Linked DNA regions of Mus musculus: region 1 is linked to region 2. Evidence: chromatin contacts called from public ChIA-PET data. All regions are on one chromosome and are shown on one strand. Each heading gives the region's core, a stretch centred on a gene start, on an enhancer-like site or on the middle of the called end of the contact. The rest is flanking DNA. Distances are from core to core; before and after follow the strand shown. Region 1 holds the start of Cd37 (CD37 antigen). Region 2 holds the start of Ppp1r15a (protein phosphatase 1, regulatory subunit 15A).

Region 1 (6,239 bases), core at 545-3,044, 290 kb after region 2:
TTGATTCCTTGATGCCACAGGCAGAAATGGTGCAAAGACTTAATCTTCACAATTATTCCGTGTTGATTTCAAACCACTGTTAATTACTAAACGCCTCCCTTTCAGGAGCAAAATAAACACACACACACACACACACACACACACACACACACACACACACACACACAAAGGCCAATTAGGGATTTTAAGGACAGCAGATAAGAATTAAAAACTGGCAAATGAGAGGCCCAGATGTGCCACCAAACGGTGTTCCATCCCAGACCCCACAGGAGGAAGGGAAGATAAGCTAAGTGTCTCAACCTATCTGTCCGATTATTGGGACAATGAAGCACAAAGAAAGGGGAATCTCCCCCTAGGAATCTCATGCTGGGAAAGGGAAAAGATGCCAACCAATGGTTAGCGTGTCCCTGAATAGGATTTCACACGGCTCTAAGAGCTTGGGCGACCACAGGTTGAGGTTGAAGCCCAGACGATGGTGGGTCAGTGGTGGGTAGGACCGCATGGTGGACTGCATAGACATGCATAACATTAGCCTTCTATTTACACCTCAGTCTCAGTGAGGGACCCCAAAAATGAATTGAAGGGGATCACCAGATCGCTTTGTGCCCTTCTAAATGTGACCACACTGTGTGTAAACCTTTTTCTGTTTCCTCTAGAAATTTGGTTCTTTTACTTGGCTTATTGGAGATGGCAGAACCTGCCTTGGAGCACAGCCTGTGGCAGGAGAGGCCCAGTCCCGAAAATTTATCTATCTTCTGCCCTCTATAAGCACCATGTGGCGCAGACATACACACACACACACATCGTTAAAATTTTTTTAAAAAAAGATGAACAGCTTCCAATGTTGTCCTCTGGCCTCCAAAGGCGCGCGCGCGCACACACACACACACACACACACACACACACACACACACACTAACACATACAAATACACATACAGAAAGAAAATAGATGAGACATGTCTCAGAAGGCAGCTGCTGTCCCAGAGAACTAGGCTTTGGGTAGATAGGTGATAGGAACTTCCCACATTAGAAATCTGTGAGGAACTGGGGACTTGACAAGTGTCAGGGACTTCTTTCTGGGCACATCATAGGAAACTTTGAAGATGCTAGGTATGCTCAAGTGACCCCCACTCCAGTGCCTGGCTTTTCTGGGGCCTCCTCCCCTCAGGTTTCTCCGCAGAGGTAGGAAGTGCCATCTGAGGTTCACTTCCTCCACCGGATATTCAGGCACTGCCTCGCTGCCCTCCTCACTCCTGGGACTGTCACACCTCCTCTGCAGCCCTTTCACTTCCCCAGGGGTCCAACCCTGGCCCCCAAGCACATCGGAGCACCTGCTCTAGAAGAAAGAGAGCAAAGAGAGAGACCCAGGGAAAGAGACACACAGGACAGAGACCGCAAAGGCCCAGAGAGACAGAGACAGAGAGGCAGAGACAGCGCGGTGGCTCGAGGCTAATGGGTGCTAAGCAGAAGATCACAGGGTGCAGGGGGCGGAGCCAGTAGCCAGTGAGGTCAGAGTGTCTGTGAGGTTGAACTCTGCAGAAACAACCTTGAAGTCCCAGGACCCACGTGAGTGGAAGTCCATCAGAAGCCCCTGTGCGCCCTGCCTGAGCTATGGACACCTGCGAGGAACCCATTGTGTCCCTGGCACCCACATATTCCAAGGACCCTCAGGTACTGCTGTGCACTCGATGGAACCCTGAAGAAGATAGGGCCCCCGCTGACAGTCACTAAATGAACAGGGCGGGGTGGAGCTCCACCCCCCCGGAACTTCCTCTTTCTCTGCCGGTTTCCTTTGTGCCTCTCAGTCTCTGTCTTTCTTTGCCCACTATTCCCCTTCCCCCCTGCGGCCAACACCTCTTCTGTCTGGGTTTCTCGAGTGGGTCATTCCCCATCTAGGCGAAGATGTCCGCCCAAGAGAGTTGCCTCAGCCTCATCAAGTACTTCCTCTTCGTTTTCAACCTCTTCTTCTTTGTGAGTCTACTCATGGCTACCCAGCCGGGGTTCCAGGGCCACAGTGGCCCTTGATCCGCCCTAGCCTCATTTCTTCTCTTCCCCTAGGTACTAGGCGGCCTGATTTTCTGCTTCGGCACCTGGATCCTCATTGACAAGACCAGCTTCGTGTCCTTTGTGGGTGAGGGGGGCTGCGCAGTAGGGGAGGGTCTTTGGACTTGAACCCAGAATCCCACCCCAAGGCATCTCCTGATATCTCACTCGCCCTGGGGAGGCCCTCAATAGCTACTATCTTCCCAGGTAGGGCTCCAGCTCTGACTGGCACCCCACTGGCACTGCCAGTAAGCTGGATGTGTGCTGGTAAGTAGGAAGTGTAAAGCAGATGTAGCCGGTCATGCCTGTCATCCCAGCACGCAGGAGGTGGGAGATCAGGAGTTCCAGGCCATCCTAGACTACACAGTGGGTTGGAGCCCAGGCTGGATAATGAGGTCCTGCCTCCAAAACAACCACAGCACCATGAGGTCGCGGTTAGGAACAGTAATAACAGAAATAATAGCTATTTCTCAAATACTTCCTGTGTCTCATTTTGGACTGGAACTCAGAGACTCTCCCTTGTTGAGGTTCAGAGAAGGGAAGTCTTTTGCTGGGTGTCACACAGCCAGGAAGGGGAAGAGCAAAAATAAAGTAATAATAACAAGGAAACCATTTAAGGAGGGGACACCAAAACCATAGCAACTCAGACTCACCACATTGACCGCTGAATTGAACAGCGTTTTCATTCGAACCTCGCTCAGAACAATTCTAGGATATATGTGGTGGCCCACACCTGACATTCCAGCATGGGGAGGTGTAGGTGGGAAGATCACAAGGTTCCAGGTTACCCCTGGCTACTGAGTCCGAGGCCAGCCTGAGTTACCTGAGACTCTGTCTCAAGAAAAAAGAAAAAAGGAAAGGAAAGGAAAGGAAAGGAAAGGAAAGGAAAGGAAAGTCCAGGAAATCGATCCTTTATTTCTTTGCCCTCAAAAAGTTTAAGAAATGGATTCAGCTGGGCATGGTGGCACATGTCTTTAGTCCCAACACTTGGGAGGCAGAGGTGGGCAGATCTCTGTGAGTTCAAGGCCACCTAGAGTACAGAGTTCCAGGAAGGCCAGGGCTGTTACACAGAGAAATCTTCTCTGAGAGAGAGAGAGAAAGAGAGAGAGAGAGAGAGAGAGAGAGAGAGAGAGAGAGAGAGAGAGAGAGGAGAAAGCACCTCAGCGTGGGGCAGAAGCAGAGGCCCACCCAGGCAGATTCAGAGGAAGGGACACGGGGATCCAAGAGTCACGGCCTTCCTGGGTGGCCGAGTGGAGCTGCTGTCCTCTCCTCCACCCACTCTCACTGCTTGTCACCACCTCAGGTTTGTCCTTCGTGCCACTGCAGACTTGGTCCAAGGTCCTGGCTGTCTCAGGTGTCCTCACCATGGCCCTGGCTCTCCTGGGCTGTGTGGGGGCTCTAAAGGAGCTGCGCTGTCTCCTGGGCCTGGTGAGTGGCATTCCCCACCCCCCGTTTCGGGCCAGCCCCTGGGAGACCCGAGGGGCTGAACTCCCCCTCCACTCTGTCCTCAGTATTTTGGAATGCTGCTGCTCCTGTTTGCCACACAGATTACCCTGGGCATCCTCATTTCCACTCAGCGGGTCCGGGTGAGTTTACTAACATCATTACCCCAGGCTTGGAGGGTCTGGGGCGGGGAGAGAGAAAGGCAGGTGGGCGCTGCTCTCAACCAGGAAGCTGGGCTGTAGAACAACACACAGAGAAAGACACACGGACACAGAAGTACAGAGGCATGTGGTGACTGAAGGGGAAAGGTGAAGTAGTGTTGCTTGTGCTCAATCCCCACAGGCTGAGGTGGAGAATCATATTAGCATAACAGACCAAGGAGGTCACATCGACTAAAAAAAAAAGGGGGGGTCATGTGTGATGGCACACCCCTTTAATTCCACTGCTCTGAAGGAAGAGGCAGGCAGATCTCCATGAGGTCAGATAGGCCCATACAATAAATTCCAGGACAGGTGAGGTTACATAGAGAGACCCTGGAGAGAGAGGGGAGGGTAGAGACAGACACGAACTGACTTCCACTTGGTAGCATTTATTCAGCTGGCTGAGTGTTTGTTGGTTCGACCCCCAACACTTGGTATCTGTAATCCCAACACTCAAGATAGAGACAGGGGGATCAGGAGTACCAGACCAGATGTGAGCTACAGAAAATTAATTTTAAATTTATTTTTAAATGATAATTTTTAAAAAGAAGATGCAATGGAGACCCAAAGTCCCTTAGAAACACTTCTGAGATTCTGAGGAAGAGAGTCACTGCCATCAGGAAAAAAACCCAAGAGTGGCAAAGTTATGGTCCTGGGGTGAACGCCATGGGAGGTGGCTGGGGCAGGCAGGGTGACTGAGCCCAGCCTCATCTACATGCTCTCAGCTGGAGCGAAGGGTGCAGGAATTGGTGTTGAGGACGATCCAGAGCTACCGCACGAATCCGGATGAGACAGCAGCCGAGGAGAGTTGGGACTATGCACAGTTCCAGGTGTGTGAGCTCGTGTCTCCTGTCTCACAGTCTCCTGTCGTCTCAAAACCATTAGTTACTATTCCTTAGGCTCTGGGCTCTAACGTCTCAGCTTCGCCTTGCGTGCCTGTGGGCTGCAGGTCAACTATTTCCTCATCCCCACACTTGCCAAACTGCTTGAGCAGCCCCAAATGGCAGCATTTCTGCCCTCATGTAACTAAGTTCCCAGATCCTAGACCCTGGGGTTGCTCCACCCCAATCCCAACGTTTCTATTTTTTGGACTCCCGCCCCTAGACACATATAGTCCCGCTCCCTATCCACTTATCCCGAGACAACCACACCGTCCAAAATCTCAGGCTCACTCTAAGCCATGTTCTTAGTCCCTAGGCCCCATCATACCTCCAGCCCATTTACACACCCATCATCGCAGGCCTGGCTGCACACCTACACCGGTGACAACGGGCCCCTGACTCTGTCCCCTTCCCCATCAGCTGCGCTGCTGCGGCTGGCAATCTCCGCGGGACTGGAACAAGGCCCAGATGCTGAAAGCGAACGAGTCTGAGGAGCCCTTTGTGCCCTGCTCCTGCTACAACTCCACGGCGACCAATGACTCCACCGTCTTTGATAAGCTCTTTTTCTCCCAGCTAAGCCGGTTGGGGCCGCGGGCGAAGCTGAGGCAGACTGCTGACATATGTGCACTCCCTGCAAAAGCTCACATCTACCGTGAGGTGGGACTAGCGGTAGCCAGTAGCTCTGGACGTGTGGGCCTGGGGCTGGAGCCGTCTGGTGGGAGGGACTTTTAAGAGGTGGAATCTTAAGAGAGTGGGCAGGGTTTGGAGGGTGCGGCTATAATCAGAGGCGTGGCTTCAGGACCAAGGGTAGGGAAAAAAACAAAAACAAAACCAGAATCTGGGAGATGAGTGTGGCCACACAAGCTTCAGGAGTCCAGAGCAGAAAGATGGGCGGGGGCGGAGAGAGTTCAGGGGACAACTGATGTGTTCCAGACCTACACGTGGCGTGGCGTCAGAAGGCAGGCCTTGGGAGGGTAAGGCCAGGATAAAAGACCGAGACTGAAAGGGCAGTCCCTTATATGTAGGCGTGACCTACTCAGGGGCATAGTATGCCAGCAGATCCTAAGCTGGACTGGGCTACTAGAAAGGTAGTTATGGAAGGGGCGGAGTCCTCTGAGGGTGAGAGGCATGATCTAAATAAGGGTGGCACCTGGAACGCTGGCCCAGGGCAAGGCTTGGATAAGACCTGGGTGGATATCTAGGCATTGGGTACCTAAAAAGGGATCCAAGGGTTCCCTTGGCTTAAGGGTGAGTTGCAGAAGCAACGCAGCCACTACACGTCTTCTGCATCCCCAGGGCTGCGCGCAGAGCCTCCAGAAGTGGCTGCACAACAATATCATCTCCATAGTGGGAATCTGTCTGGGAGTCGGTCTTCTTGAGGTGACTTGACCCCGTCCCCATGAGTGATTTGTCTATTGTAGATGTTTCCCCATTGCCGAGGTAACGCGCATACTTAGCGGAGGCGTTATTTATCAAGCAATAGCATGGGGTGGGGCGGAGGCCTGGCTTCTCTAAACTCTGAATGGCTGTACTCGCAGTGCTGCCTCCTCCCCTCTCCCGCAGGTGAGCGGGATGGCGCTGTGTCTGCAGCTACAGCGCCGAGCTCTCGCTAGAGAGCACGTGCTGCCGCTGTCAGGAGCCGAGGGTTCGAACCCTACCCCAGGGCTGAA
Region 2 (6,718 bases), core at 2,903-5,402:
ACATACCAAGAGCAATGCCAAGAGAGGTGGGCGGCTTGGCAGCTGCGGGGGGGGGGGGGGGCAGCTGTCTGCAGCCAGGCCATAGAATAGGGACTCCTTTATTCTTGCCCACTGAATACTGGCCAGGAATGTGACCCCCTCTATGCATAAGAATTCCAATCCCTGCCTCCATCAGGGCGCCTGAGCTACCTGTCCTGGACTTCCCTCATGAACCCCCAAACCATCTCCCCAATACACCAGGAATGGGCATCCAGGCAAGTCCCTCCCCGCCCAGCCAGGGACTTACCCAGTTCTGGTGTCCTGGTGACAGGATCTGTCACCACCTCTTTTTGTGCCTCTCAGAATGGTCTCCCTCTTCACCTGATATCTGCTTTCTTCTCTGTCTCACTTGTGAGTTCTTTCTCTCCCTCTCTCTGTCTCTCCCCTGCATCTCTGTCTATCTCTGTGTCTGTCTCTCTCTGTGTCTCTGTCTCTCTCCCTCTCCCCCCCCACCCCTGTCTCTCTCGGTGTCTCTCTGTCTCCCCCCTGTGTCTCTCTGTCTCTCTCCCTCTCTCTCTCTCTACCCCTCTCCTCCACCCCTGCCTATGTCACCTCTCCCAGTCCCTCTCCCTACCTTGCTGCTGCTGTCTAATCACTTCCCCTGCCCCCTCCCCACTTCATTCCACTCTTCTACTTCCGCTTTCCACACTCTAGTCTCTTCCTCTGTCTCCCTGACCAGACACATCTGTTTCCTTTCCTTTTCAAGTTCTCTTCCTCACTTTTTCTCTTCCTCCCTCTCCCAGTTTCTCTTTCCTCTCTGCTGGGCTCTCCCTCTCTCTGGCAGCCGCCCACGCTGCCGGCTCCCCTCCCAATCCTGGCTATCCCCGCCTCTTCTGGCCTCCCCACTACAACTTGACCCCTGGCTCAGCTGCCCCCACAGCTAAGCGAGGGATTGGGCTCCCCTAAGCTGTGGCTGGGACTCCTCTATGTTTGGAGAGGGGCTGCAACCCCAGGGCAGAATGGGTTTGTTGTTACTGGGGTTCTGAGCTCCTGGTACCTTCGAGAGAGGTGTCCTAGGTCTTTCAAAGAATGGCATCTCCTTGAGTTCTAGGCCAGCCTGGTCTACAGAGTGAGAGTTCCATGACAGCCAGGACTACACAGAGAAACCCTGTCTTGAAAAAACCAACCCCCCCCCCCCCAAGAAAAAAATGGCATCTCCAATTCCCAAAACCTGGGAAGGCTAGGAGAGAGCTTAGCTGGTGGGAGCCTGGGAAGATACGAGTTAGAAGTAAGGACTCACGGTCCACAAGTATGGCCTTGACCAAGTGGGGCAGCAGTGGTCAGCACCGGTCCTGGAGGATGAGGCAGCCTTAGAAGTGTTGGGTTCTGGCAAGGGCAGAGTTAAGTGGCCAGTTTGAAATGTTTCCCTCAGATCAGACTGATAACCCATTATAAGAGAGGTGTGGAGCCTCAGTGCATTTTGAGGAAGAAAGCACTAAATGAGGAGCTCAGAGAGTAACTCCAGGAGCGCACTGCCCAGTGTGTGTGAGGTGTGAGGCCCTGGGATCCATCCCCAGAAAGAAACACAACACACAGGCTACACACACACACTTTTCTCTTCTCTTCTCTTCTCTTCTCTTCTCCTCCCTTTCCTTCCTCTCCTTTCCTTCCTTTCCTTTCCTTTCCTTCCTTTCCTTTCCTTTCTTTTCTTTTCCCTTCCCTTCCCTTCCCTTCCCTTCCCTTCCCTTCCCTCCCTTTCCTTCCTTCCCCTCCCCTCCCCCCTTCTCCACAAACACACACACCAGGAGGAAAAGGCTGGAATTGGGTCTCTGGATCTATATCTGGGATTTGAACAGAGGTCCCCCACTCCCATGAGAATGCAGGACAATCAGAAATTCAAATTATAAAAGCAGAACCTTTGTACAAATTCAAAAAATGCAGATGCCTGCCTGTGAAGACAGAGAGTCTGTTTAGCAGGGTTCTCCACACTGTGTTGAGGTCACTCTCTTGTAACCTCCACACTGGGTAGGACTGCTGAGTGTTCGGGGCAGCTGGCCTACACGGGTTCAGTTCAGCCCAGATTGCATAGTAAGTTCCAGGCACTTCTGGAATACAACACAGGTCCCTGTCCAAAGACAAAAACAAAAAACAAAAAACAAAAAACAAAAAACAAAAACAAAAACAAAAAAAAAGAAAACAGAAACGTGCACTAAAAAAAAAAAAAAAAAAAAAAAATAGACATAGAAGAAGGAGGGTCCATGAGGGCAGACCTCAGAAGAGGTTGATGCTCCTCTGTACACAGGAAGAGAATTGCCCAAGATTCTTACCCTGTGAGTCCCAGGACAGTGTGGACATACTGTAAGACCCTGTTCAAAACAGACAGACTGGGCAGGCATGGTGGTACATGCCTTTAATCTCAGCACTCAGAAGGAAGCAGCAGGTAGATTTCTGTGAGTTCCAGACCAGCCTAGCCTACAGAGTGAGTTTCAGGGCAGCCAGGGCTATACTGAAAATCCCTGTCTGAAAACAAGACAAAAAACAGACAGATCCACCAAAAACAACTAAAGGACCAGAAAGATGGGTCAGGGCTTAAGTGCTTGCTATTCTTTGCAGAGGACCCAAATTTAGTCCCCAGATTGCTCCATGTGGAGCTTCACAAACATCTTAACTCCAGTTCTACAAGATCAGATGCCATCTTCCGACCTCCTTGTACACCATACAGACATGATATATAATATACACACAGAGGAGAGGGGGAGAGGGAGAGAGAGAGAGAGAGAAAACACTCACATAAAGATTAAAAGAAGGGGGCTGGAGAGATGGCTCAGCGGTTAAGAACACTCACTGCTCTTCCAGAGGGCCTGAGTTCAATTCCCAGCAACCACATGGTGGCTCACAACCATCTGTAATGGGATCTGATGCCCTCTTCTGGTGTGTCTGAAGACAGCTACTGTGTACTCATGTACAGAAAATAAATAAAAAAATTTAAAAAAAAAAAAAAAAAAAAAAAAAAAAAGATTAAAAGAAAATCTTGGTTTTTGTCTTTTTTTTTTTTTTTTTTGCCTGTGAGGTGTGAGATAGCAGCCACTGTTCTGGCGGGGGGTGGGGGGGGTGTTGGTTTTTTGTTTTTGTTTTGTTTTTTCGAGACTGGGTTTTTCTGTATAGCCCTGGCTGTCCTGGAACTCACTTTGTAGATCAGGCTGGCCTCGAACTCAGAAATCCACCTGCCTCTGCCTCCTGAGTGCTGGGATCAAAGGCGTGCGCCACGCCTGGCTGTCACTGTTCTCTGAGCCATCTCACCAGCCTTTAATCCGGGAATCAGGAGGCCGAGGCAATCGGATCTCAGTGAGCTCTAGGCTAGCCTAGTCTACAAAGTTGTGTTCCAGGACAACCAGAAACTAGTCTTGGAAAAACAAACAAAGGCTGGAGAGATGGCTCAGTGGTTAAGAACACTGGCTGCTCTTCCAGAGGTCCTGTGTTCAATTCTCAGTAACCACAAGGTGGCTCACAACCATCTGTAATGGGATCTTATGACCTGTTCTAGCACGTAGGTAAACAAGCAGACAGACCACTCCTACATTTAAAAAAAATACATAAATAAAATTTAAAAACATTGGGTGTTTTGTCTTCTAATAAAAATCCATTGCTAACAGGGGAGTGGTGGCTGGGACCTTTAATCCCAACATTTAGAAGGTAGAGGCTGGTGGATCATTGAGTTTGAAGCCAGCCTGATCTACCAGCCTGATCAGCCACGGATACTCAGAAAAATCCTGTTTCGAACCCCCCCCACTCTCCAAAAAAAAAAAAAAAAAAAAAAAAAAGTCACTCTTGCTTGGAGAAAAAAGGTCGGAAGTCTTGGTGTACGCCCTTAATCCTAGCACTCTGGAGACAGTAGCAGGAGGATTACAGAGATGGAAACCAGTCCCAGCCTCTCAAATAAAGAAAATAAAAGGAAAGGGAAATGGCACGGTACGTGACTGCCAGATAAGGTTCGCGTACTTGCTCGGAAATTACGTGAGATCGACGGCTCTCTCGATTGAGCCTAGGGCACGCCTGAGAAGCTGCGGTGACCTCACAGAGCGCGGAGTCTCCGCGAGAAGTTCAGTGTTGTTTTCCTCTTTCCACCTTTCCCAGGGACTTCCGAGACCCCGCCTCTCCGGTGACGTCAGCACAGCGCCGCGTCAGGGTATAAAAGCCGCGTGGACGATGTTGGCGCAGATTGAGTCAGCTCTGAGTTTGTGGAAGATTACATGCGATATCCCGCGCGACCCCGCATCCCTTTGCCGGCCGGGACAGCCTTTGCTACAGCCTGTGAAACATTGCGTCCCCGAGCCCCACGCCTGAGGGCGACATGAACCCGCTGGCTTCGCGAGCAGTCCGGACCCACGATCGCTTTTGGCAACCAGAACCGGCGCTTCAGCCCCCGGGGTGACGTGCAGCCCGCCGGTGAGTGGGGGATGGGGCGGCCTTTGAGGGAGGACTCTCTGGCGAGGAGACTGGAGAGAGTTGTGGAATCTGAGGGGGCAAGCTGGAGGGCGATTCCAGGTTTGGGGAAAAGGCACAGAAGCCCAGATGGCTTATTTGGTCTGAGAGAGGAGAGCCCACGTCTACACTCTTCGTTTAAAGGGAAAGGGGCCGGGAGGCTCGACCGGCAATATCTGTATAGCGCCAAATAAAGGGAAGGACCCCAGGAGGAATAACCAGGGTCCGAGGGGTAGGCAGAGGGAGGTTTTAGGGGCATGAACACAAGCTTGAGGAACGAAAGGTCACTAAAAAGCCAGACTCTTACAGGTCTGAGAAGGGCTGGCCAGGAACTGTGACTGGGGCTAAGGGAAGGGTTTAAGAGTGTGGGCTCTTGGTTCTAAGGATGTAGAGCTTGGGTGTTGAGAGAGATTAACCAAGTGGCAGAGTTGGGTGTGAGCAATGTTATTTGGAATTCGAGGCAGGCATTCACGTGTTGCTGCTGTGACTATTTGTTACCATGACTCAGTGCTGTGACCCGAGACTGTTTCCCAGAGCGACTTCTAAACAAATTTCCCCCCTTTCTAGCCCAGACACATGGCCCCGAGCCCAAGACCCCAGCATGTCCTGCACTGGAGGGACGCCCACAACTTCTATCTCCTGTCCCCACTGATGGGCTTGCTCAGTCGGGCCTGGAGCCGCCTGAGGGGCCCAGAAGTCCCAGAGGCATGGCTGGCAAAAACAGTAACAGGAGCAGATCAGATAGAAGCTGCGGCTCTGCTGACACCTACCCCTGTCTCTGGTAACCTCCTCCCTCATGGGGAGACTGAAGAAAGTGGATCTCCTGAACAGAGTCAAGCAGCCCAGAGGCTCTGCCTTGTGGAAGCTGAAAGTTCCCCTCCTGAAACTTGGGGACTTTCAAATGTTGATGAGTACAATGCAAAGCCAGGACAAGATGACCTTAGAGAGAAGGAAATGGAACGCACAGCTGGCAAGGCCACACTACAGCCCGCTGGCCTGCAAGGGGCTGATAAGAGGCTTGGGGAGGTGGTGGCTAGAGAAGAGGGAGTGGCTGAGCCCGCTTATCCCACATCACAGCTGGAGGGTGGTCCAGCTGAGAATGAAGAGGATGGAGAAACAGTGAAGACTTACCAAGCTTCTGCTGCTTCCATAGCTCCGGGATACAAACCCAGCACCCCTGTGCCTTTCTTGGGGGAGGCAGAACATCAAGCCACGGAAGAAAAAGGAACAGAAAACAAGGCTGACCCCTCCAACTCTCCTTCTTCAGGCTCCCACTCCAGAGCCTGGGAGTACTACTCTAGAGAGAAGCCTAAGCAGGAGGGAGAAGCCAAGGTAGAGGCACACAGGGCAGGGCAGGGTCACCCTTGTCGGAATGCTGAGGCTGAGGAAGGAGGACCTGAGACAACTTTTGTCTGTACTGGAAATGCCTTCCTGAAGGCCTGGGTGTATCGCCCAGGAGAGGACACAGAGGAAGAAGACAACAGCGATTCGGATTCAGCTGAGGAAGACACAGCTCAGACCGGTGCCACCCCCCATACAAGTGCCTTCCTGAAGGCCTGGGTGTATCGCCCAGGAGAGGACACAGAGGAAGAAGACAGCGATTCGGATTCAGCTGAGGAAGACACAGCTCAGACCGGTGCCACCCCCCATACAAGTGCCTTCCTGAAGGCCTGGGTGTATCGCCCAGGAGAGGACACAGAGGAAGAAAACAGCGATTTGGATTCAGCTGAGGAAGACACAGCTCAGACCGGTGCCACCCCCCATACAAGTGCCTTCCTGAAGGCCTGGGTGTATCGCCCAGGAGAGGACACAGAGGAAGAAAACAGCGATTTGGATTCAGCTGAGGAAGACACAGCTCAGACCGGTGCCACCCCACATACAAGTCCCTTCCTGAAGGCCTGGGTGTATCGCCCAGGAGAGGACACAGAAGATGACACAGAAGAGGAAGAGGACAGTGAGAATGTGGCCCCAGGTGACTCAGAAACAGCTGACTCAAGCCAGAGTCCCTGCCTTCAGCCCCAGCGTTGTCTACCAGGAGAGAAGACCAAGGGACGTGGGGAAGAGCCCCCTCTCTTCCAGGTGGCCTTCTATTTACCCGGAGAGAAGCCAGAATCACCTTGGGCTGCACCTAAGCTGCCCCTTCGACTGCAGAGGCGGCTCAGATTGTTCAAAGCCCCCACCCGGGATCAGGACCCCGAGATTCCTCTAAAAGCTCGGAAGGTGAGTGTTAGACTAGATTCTAAAGCCGCTTACTTTG

Evidence for each region. ChIA-PET counts read pairs in DNA pulled down with a chosen protein or histone mark.
Region 1: a contact with region 2 is called in an RNA polymerase II ChIA-PET map of memory CD8 T cells, with 32 read pairs. The contact joins the promoter of Cd37 here to the promoter of Ppp1r15a in region 2. A contact is called at or near these places in 1 of 39 promoter capture datasets (cranial neural crest), 1 of 484 Hi-C or Micro-C datasets (embryonic stem cells), 2 of 115 datasets of contacts at active chromatin or transcription factors (effector CD8 T cells and memory CD8 T cells) and 2 of 9 other capture datasets (adipose tissue and liver).

What each region holds. Positions count from the first base shown.
Region 1 is chr7:45,234,394-45,240,632 of GRCm38.p6, reverse strand. Cd37 (CD37 antigen) reads left to right here and starts at 1,794. Exons shown (of 8, transcript NM_007645.4): 1 at 1,794-1,973; 2 at 2,061-2,133; 3 at 3,349-3,473; 4 at 3,557-3,631; 5 at 4,414-4,518; 6 at 4,990-5,226; 7 at 5,866-5,949. The coding sequence starts at 1,905.
Region 2 is chr7:45,523,702-45,530,419 of GRCm38.p6, reverse strand. It overlaps Ppp1r15a (protein phosphatase 1, regulatory subunit 15A), which reads left to right and starts at 4,152. Exons shown (of 3, transcript NM_008654.2): 1 at 4,152-4,425; 2 at 5,029-6,681. The coding sequence starts at 5,038. It overlaps Plekha4 (pleckstrin homology domain containing, family A (phosphoinositide binding specific) member 4), which reads right to left and starts at 821. Exons shown (of 20, transcript NM_001381849.1): 1 at 287-821.